2 separate regions of the Takifugu rubripes genome follow, and region 2 is linked to region 1. A link is a contact called in public Hi-C data. All regions are on one chromosome and are shown on one strand. Each heading gives the region's core, a stretch centred on a gene start, on an enhancer-like site or on the middle of the called end of the contact. The rest is flanking DNA. Distances are from core to core; before and after follow the strand shown. Region 1 holds the start of LOC101073053 (katanin p60 ATPase-containing subunit A-like 1). Region 2 holds the start of LOC105417083.

Region 1 (3,240 bases), core at 524-3,023:
TCCACAGTTGAGCAAATAAATAGAGGCACATTTCAGTCCTGCTTGTGGACCCTCTCTAGCACCAACAAAATCCTTTCCACTGAGGAATATGCATACAGCAGAGTGTTGGGCAACAAGTGCACTAACACATCCGTCCCCGTCGGTTCACTACAGTCCATTATAGAAAAGAACAGGAGGCAATGGGTGTTTGCTGTGGAGGCAATTGCACCCACCTCCACCCTGCCAACACGGCACCATATTTGCACCACCATAGATGGGAACACCTCAGGAGAGAAGGTCTGGTCCCAGGATCAATTGACTAGGAACATGTGTGGATCATGGTGTTATCACCGTCTTGCATGGAAGAGATGCCGTGTCCAGAACCAGTGAGACCAGTGTGGAAATGCTCAAACCACCATGAACACTGATGCCATTTTGCCTATCAGCTGCGAAATTATTTGGAAATGCATTCTGTCCCAACTGACATTGAGCAAGACTGGCGAAATGCCGCCAGCCCTGGCCCTTGCAGATGTGCTCGCATATGCCCAACCAATGGAACAAAACTGTTGCCTTGGGATCATTGAACTCTTCTGTACATTGATTGAAAAGCCCAGTGCTTGGATATGCATCAGTGTTAGTGAGCTTGCAACTTGAGCCCAATCCTCTACTTGGTCCATTATGCTAATGCAACCCTGACACATTTGGTGAAGGTGCAGGGACCCAGTGACAGGCTGAATGGCAGAGTCATGTAGTCATCGCCCCTGCCTTTGAATACAACTCTCAGAAACTGCCTGTGATCCGGGTATATCACCTCGTGGATGTTTGTAGTAAAAATATTGCGAAATTCCCCATTTCTTGGGAGTATTTCACAACCTGGGGACCCAAACCCACAGATGGCGCTGAGCTGTTAGTAGCATTTGATGATGTTGACCTGCAGAGGTTATCAGGAAGTTTTTTTTGCATCACTTCTGGGAGTTATACTAATGAGAGCCTAACCTTGCTTTTTCATCAGGTCAAGCATAACCTGGATAGCAATGGGTGATTGGCCAAACAAACCAACAAGTTTGTGCAGATAGTCTGGTCTCTCTCCAGAACAATAGACCAAATACTCTCTCAACAGACCTGACTCTCCAGAGCCAAGCCTCGGAGCACATGGCAATCCATTCAGTTCAATCCACAGGGAGACAGGACTCGTGAAGATCCTTATTGTGCAGAGAAAAGCCACACCTCTAAGGCCAGGGGTGAACCCAGGACTTCTTTGTGGCGTGTTTAGATTATGACATCATTGTGAGGCAGAACCAAAGCAAATCAGACCCAAAATTAGCACCTCAAAATAGAACATATGAGTCAAAACACTTAGTTTTCAATGATCTCACTGTTCAACACTTCTTGTAAACCGGAGCATACATTATGGAGTCAGTCATTTTTTGTTTGCATAGCTTTGAGAGATGCTTCTAGGGTGAGGATATGTGTGCTATTTATTGCCACAATTATTGGGATTGTTGGGGGCCTATTAGAAAGCTATCACAGGCTACCATCGTTGAGATGACAGGGTGTAACTGGAAAACAATATAATAGAAATTGGAAAGAAAGTTGTAATCAAAATCAGTTGCATAGTGCACTGCCCATCACCATGATCTTCATAAATAAATACAGCCATTCACTTGCTGGCTTGCTGGATTTGGAATCTGGTCTTTACTAAAGGTTAAGGCGGCATGTGTTTTTAAGATCATAATTTAATGTTAATTCGTGGGGGGAAAAAATCCACTGCTGTTTTTCAACATTACCATATTATTTCCCATGTAGCTGTTTTTCAGCATGAATTTGGAAGAAATATGTGACTACGCCAAGAGGGCTCGGGAATATGCTTTGCTGGGGAGTTATGACTCCTCCATTGTTTACTACGAGGGTGTCATACAGCAGATCCAGAAGCACTGCCAGACCCTGAGAGACCCTGCAGTCAAGGTCAAATGGCAGCAGGTCAGTTACCAACACCCTGTCTGTACATTATACATTATTTTCCATTATGGTCAATAGTTGATATTTTCTCAGCCATTACGTCTTGAACATCTAAAGTAATCTACACACAGCAGCAGTTACCCTTTTCTGTGTTGTGATGCCTCTTTTCAGATCAGACTGGAGCTGACTGAAGAGTACGAACAGGTAAAATCCATCACAGGAACACTCGAGACCTTTAAGTCTGAGCAGCCGACTGTAACCTTAGCCTCCCAGTTGGAGTGCAGCCCCGAAGATCCAGTAGTTTGGCCCCCTCCAGTCCCAGCAGTACACAGGTATTTGTGCAGACGTTTCTTTGCTAACCCCCCCAATGACTTTTTTCCCTTTTACCCAGCCACTTTTTTCCTGCAGTATTTAATGCATTTGTCAACATGAGTGTTACTGAGTTTCCTTTTTTCTCTAGACTGCAAAGGCATCCATTAATGAATTTAAAAAGTACATTTAAAAAGAATGAAGTTTTACAAACTCTAGTTCAGGGGTGCCCAAATCTAGTCCTCAAGGAGCACACTTCAGCTGGAATTTATATCCTTCAGATGTACAGCACTTCCAGGTGGCACACAACTTTCCTGGGAGAAAGAATTTTCTGCCTGGTAGGACAGGAAACCAGCTGGTAGAGAGCCCCCAAGGACTGGACTTAGCCACCCTTGCATTAGAGTATAGTGCCTCTGTAATATAACACAAACAAAAACAGTTCATAGAGACGTTCTAGTCTGTGAGTCTGTGAGTAACCGTGATTTACTGTGTGACATCATAGGGAAAAGAGCAGAACTGGTTTAATGCTATTGCTGCACCTGGAATGTATATGTGACTCACTTAAAATTAACATCCTCATGTGTAAGTTTTTCTCTTTTTGATTCCGTCTGTGTAGGAATCCTGTTCCATTGAAGCGACCCAGCACTGGTGTAAAACAGCAGCGGAGAGATTCCGCCGGTTTCCAGCATAGAGGCGCTGGAGTTCGAGGTCAGGCCAACCCTAAACCAGAACGACCAGGATTCAAGGACACCCGAGGCTTCAAGGCCAAAGATGATAAGGTCGGACTACTACTGTTTGATTGATAATGTGACTGGATTAACATATAGACAGCGAGAAAAAAAAACATTGATTGATTTGCTTTTTTTAATCCAAAAGGGAAAGAAAGGGGCTGCAGATCCAGGAGATGTAGAGCTGAAGAAGTTTGATGGTGCAGGATATGACAGTAACCTGGTAGACTTATTGGAGAGAGATATTGTGTCGCGTAACCCGAAT
Region 2 (3,240 bases), core at 426-2,925, 470 kb after region 1:
ACCGATTTACACTGAGACAAATGTGCTGTTAAGACCAAAATACGATACACTGAACCTCTCTGCCCCCTGAGTCAGGCCATCTGACACTGTTGCACTACACCAAGTGTAGAGTTGCAGCCGGTGGTATCGTCACAATAGCGTTGCTAAGCAACATCCTCCAACACTATTAGATGTCAACTAACGTCAGTTTAGATAAGACGCTCGGGACAGTTTTTGATTCTCTGTCCCGATTATTTCAGCACCCCGGACAGCGACAGGACACGGAGAACACCTCTGGGCAGGTTTAAAGGACCCTTGTTTGTTTGTTTGTTTGATTCATTGATTACCTATTTGTTTAAAAGCATGGGTAGAAGAATCCCCACAAACAGGAACCTATGGGCAAGTCTGTAACACCTAAATAGTCCGTGCGGAGGAATGTTTAGGAAGCTTAATAATGTGTTCCGCCCCAACAATCAGGCGCACAGAGGGCGGGACGGTGGCTCCGCCGGTGTGTCCCGGTCGGAGCAGGACTATCACAGCGCCTGCACGGTCCGGCTGGTCCGCAGCACCTCCATGCTGGTGGTGGGGGAGCGGAGCCAGGCCGCTGAGGGTCCCATCTTAAAGCGGAGCAAAAGCACCGTTAGCATCGAGTCCACCCTGTTCTATTACCAGAGACAAGAGGACCGGATCTGGCTGTACTCACAGAGCAGAAACTGTCTGGAGTACCTGGAGGCGCTGGTGGAACTGAGGCGGAAATACACCCAAACGGTAGGGGACTTTACAAGGAGCGAGGCCGAGGCCGCGACGTCCCTCAAGAAGAGGCCGGCCCCGCCGCCACCGCCTGGGAAAGAAGAAGCGGTAAAGAAAATCTTAAATCCTCTTTTAAAAAGCGGCCGAGCGGAGTCAAAACAAGTGTGCCTGCCATTGTTTGAACCGTAGGCCCGGAGAACAAGGGACTCCGACCCCCCAGTCCCGAACGAGGAGGACACTTTGCGCTATTTGGACGCGGTCATCGCCAGCTGTGACAGCGAGGCGCAGCGCAAACCGTACACCGATGAGGGCCACGCAGATGTGGACTTTATAGGTGAGTTGCAAAGGTTTCTTTTTGGCTCTCTGGGAGAAGAAAACGCGAAGAATTTCACCTCATAAAAGCTTTTTTCCAAAAAAAGAAGTGCAGAAATGGCATCCTGCGTTTTAGTGTCAGCTTGAATAGACGCCAGAACATATAGGATGTAAAATGCAGCTTCTGACAGCTTTCTGCATCGCCCCCACAGCTTAGGCTCAAGCGTCAGAGCATCCGAACACTCGTGTCAAGAGAAAAGCTCCGTTTTTCTCTTTGATTCAAGGGCAGATTGGCGAAAGCAGCTCCGCCATCGTCGGGTCATTTAAATAGGACACTCGGTCATTCCCACTGCACCAGCTTCTTCTGAATGCAACTGGCTCATCCAGCCTCACCCCTGATGGGCCCCTGTTTCAAATTAAGATTGTTTATGAAACTCAACGTCCCTATTTCTGTCCCTCAGTGGACAGAGATGACAGCAGATGAAAAGAGAAACTTGCTGAATACAACAAAAATGAACTTACACTCATGGTGTATTTTAAATGTAGGTCTTGCTGTGCACGATCTTATCAGAAGAAATGTCTGCTCTCCTCAGTGGCTTCCACTTCAGCCCAACACGGCCTCCACTCCAACTGGGTTCTGCGGGTTCCCCGGGTCACGGACGACGGCGAGCAGGAAGCGCTTCCAGACTGTGCCAATCAAAGCGGTGGGAAGAAACGCCACAAGAACGGGTCCACGAGCAGCCGTCTGCGGCTGCAGAGGAACCCCATCCACCTGCCCAAAGTGGTGGAGAGCGCGCTACAGACCCTGCGCTTCAAGCCCAGGTTAAAAAAGCACTGAGGGACGTTTGAAACAAATAAAAGCATTTTGATACATTTGCTGCTTGCATATTTAATTTTGTCTGGTTTATATATGAATCGTCACAATCGCCCTGACCCATGAGCAACGCTTCCAGGTGTGCTTTTCAACAGAACCGAACCAGAGAAGTTGTCCTTCAGATCAGAGGAAAGCAGGATTTTCAGTGATATTGGCACCAGTTTAACAGTAAACACCCTCCACACTAGAATTATGGGCTGTAAAAGAGGACATGTTTCCTGAATAATATTCTTCTCATCATTGCCAAGGGTAAAACGACCTGCAAAGCAATTACCTAATTATTCTAATAAAACACACCTCTGACATGAGGTATCACGAACGGGATTTTCCAGGGATTTATTTCACTCCGTTTGGGTGGAGACGTCCAGTACTTGGTTTCTCCCTCCTACGTTATGAAAAGGAAAAAGTGCCAACTGTATTTTTTTCTCTTTATTAGAAAACCAGAACTTCTACAAAACTTATTGCTTCTCCGTTTTGACCTTGGGGCTAAAGAAAGAGGACATGGGCTTCATGCCAGTCTTGTCCACTTTTGCCAGACTTTTCTGAGCAGCGGTCATCTTTTTGGCCGACTGGAATAAAGAGAAACACAAATTTACATGAAACAGTAGGAGGAAATTCAATTAATGTTCAAGCTGAGCGAAGAAAACTTCCTAGAGTCAGAGACAATCTGACCCAGGATCGCCATTGGCTGAAAGTCTTCCAGAAGGTGAAAGCAAAGTTTCAGATTTAGGACAGGCAGTTCTCGGGACGACCACTCACTTTTCGCACAAAGTCCGCGCTGTTGAATTTGGTGTAATCCTCTCCTGCCTCCACCGGTTTGTCTGAAAGTTTCCGCTTCTGGCAAACAGAGTAAGAGTCATGTCACAAACGGGCTCACGCGTCGTCACAGCAACGTGGGATGACGTCACCAGCTCGCTGCACAGTGCAGACTCGGCTCGTACCTTAGATGGAGGTTCTGTCTCTTTTGGGCTGGTGATCTCTGGTAACCTGAGGAACAGTAGAGGAAGAATGTTGGCGCGTCTGCACACTGCTGAGGGTCACCCGCTGAATGTGTGAACCTACTCTAAGTGTTTGTGGAGAGCTTTGCTGAGGTCTTCACTGATGTACTCTGATATCAGTCCATGGGCGTAGCGAAGGTAGTCTTCTGTTTAATTACAATGACAGAAAGAAGTTATTAACAATACCATCTGAGACTAAAAGAGCTCAACACGAGTTTAATGTTTGAGGATCAGAACTCAACGTTATGAATTCTGCACTATCACTGCCATCTACTGGTCAACAGTATGCAAAGACAGGGACGGCCGCCTGTGTCTATAAGCAAAGGG

What was found. Hi-C and Micro-C count contacts between places; a contact is called where the count stands out from the background.
Region 2: a contact with region 1 is called in a Hi-C map of muscle, with 15 times the contacts expected there. The contact joins the promoter of LOC105417083 here to the promoter of LOC101073053 in region 1. A contact is called at or near these places in 2 of 2 Hi-C or Micro-C datasets (muscle and an unstated tissue).

What each region holds. Positions count from the first base shown.
Region 1 is chr1:16,005,683-16,008,922 of fTakRub1.2, forward strand. It overlaps LOC101073053 (katanin p60 ATPase-containing subunit A-like 1), which reads left to right and starts at 1,774. Exons shown (of 10, transcript XM_003961608.2): 1 at 1,774-1,959; 2 at 2,110-2,270; 3 at 2,864-3,026; 4 at 3,124-3,240. The coding sequence starts at 1,798.
Region 2 is chr1:16,475,695-16,478,934 of fTakRub1.2, forward strand. LOC105417083 reads right to left here and starts at 1,676. Exons shown (of 3, transcript XM_029836596.1): 1 at 1,564-1,676. It overlaps c9h13orf42 (chromosome 9 C13orf42 homolog), which reads left to right and starts at 415. Exons shown (of 3, transcript XM_011608604.2): 1 at 415-837; 2 at 919-1,063; 3 at 1,635-1,917. The coding sequence starts at 415. The coding sequence ends at 1,879. rnaseh2b (ribonuclease H2, subunit B) reads right to left here. Exons shown (of 11, transcript XM_011608596.2): 8 at 2,978-3,059; 9 at 2,857-2,902; 10 at 2,675-2,752; 11 at 2,330-2,484. The coding sequence ends at 2,374.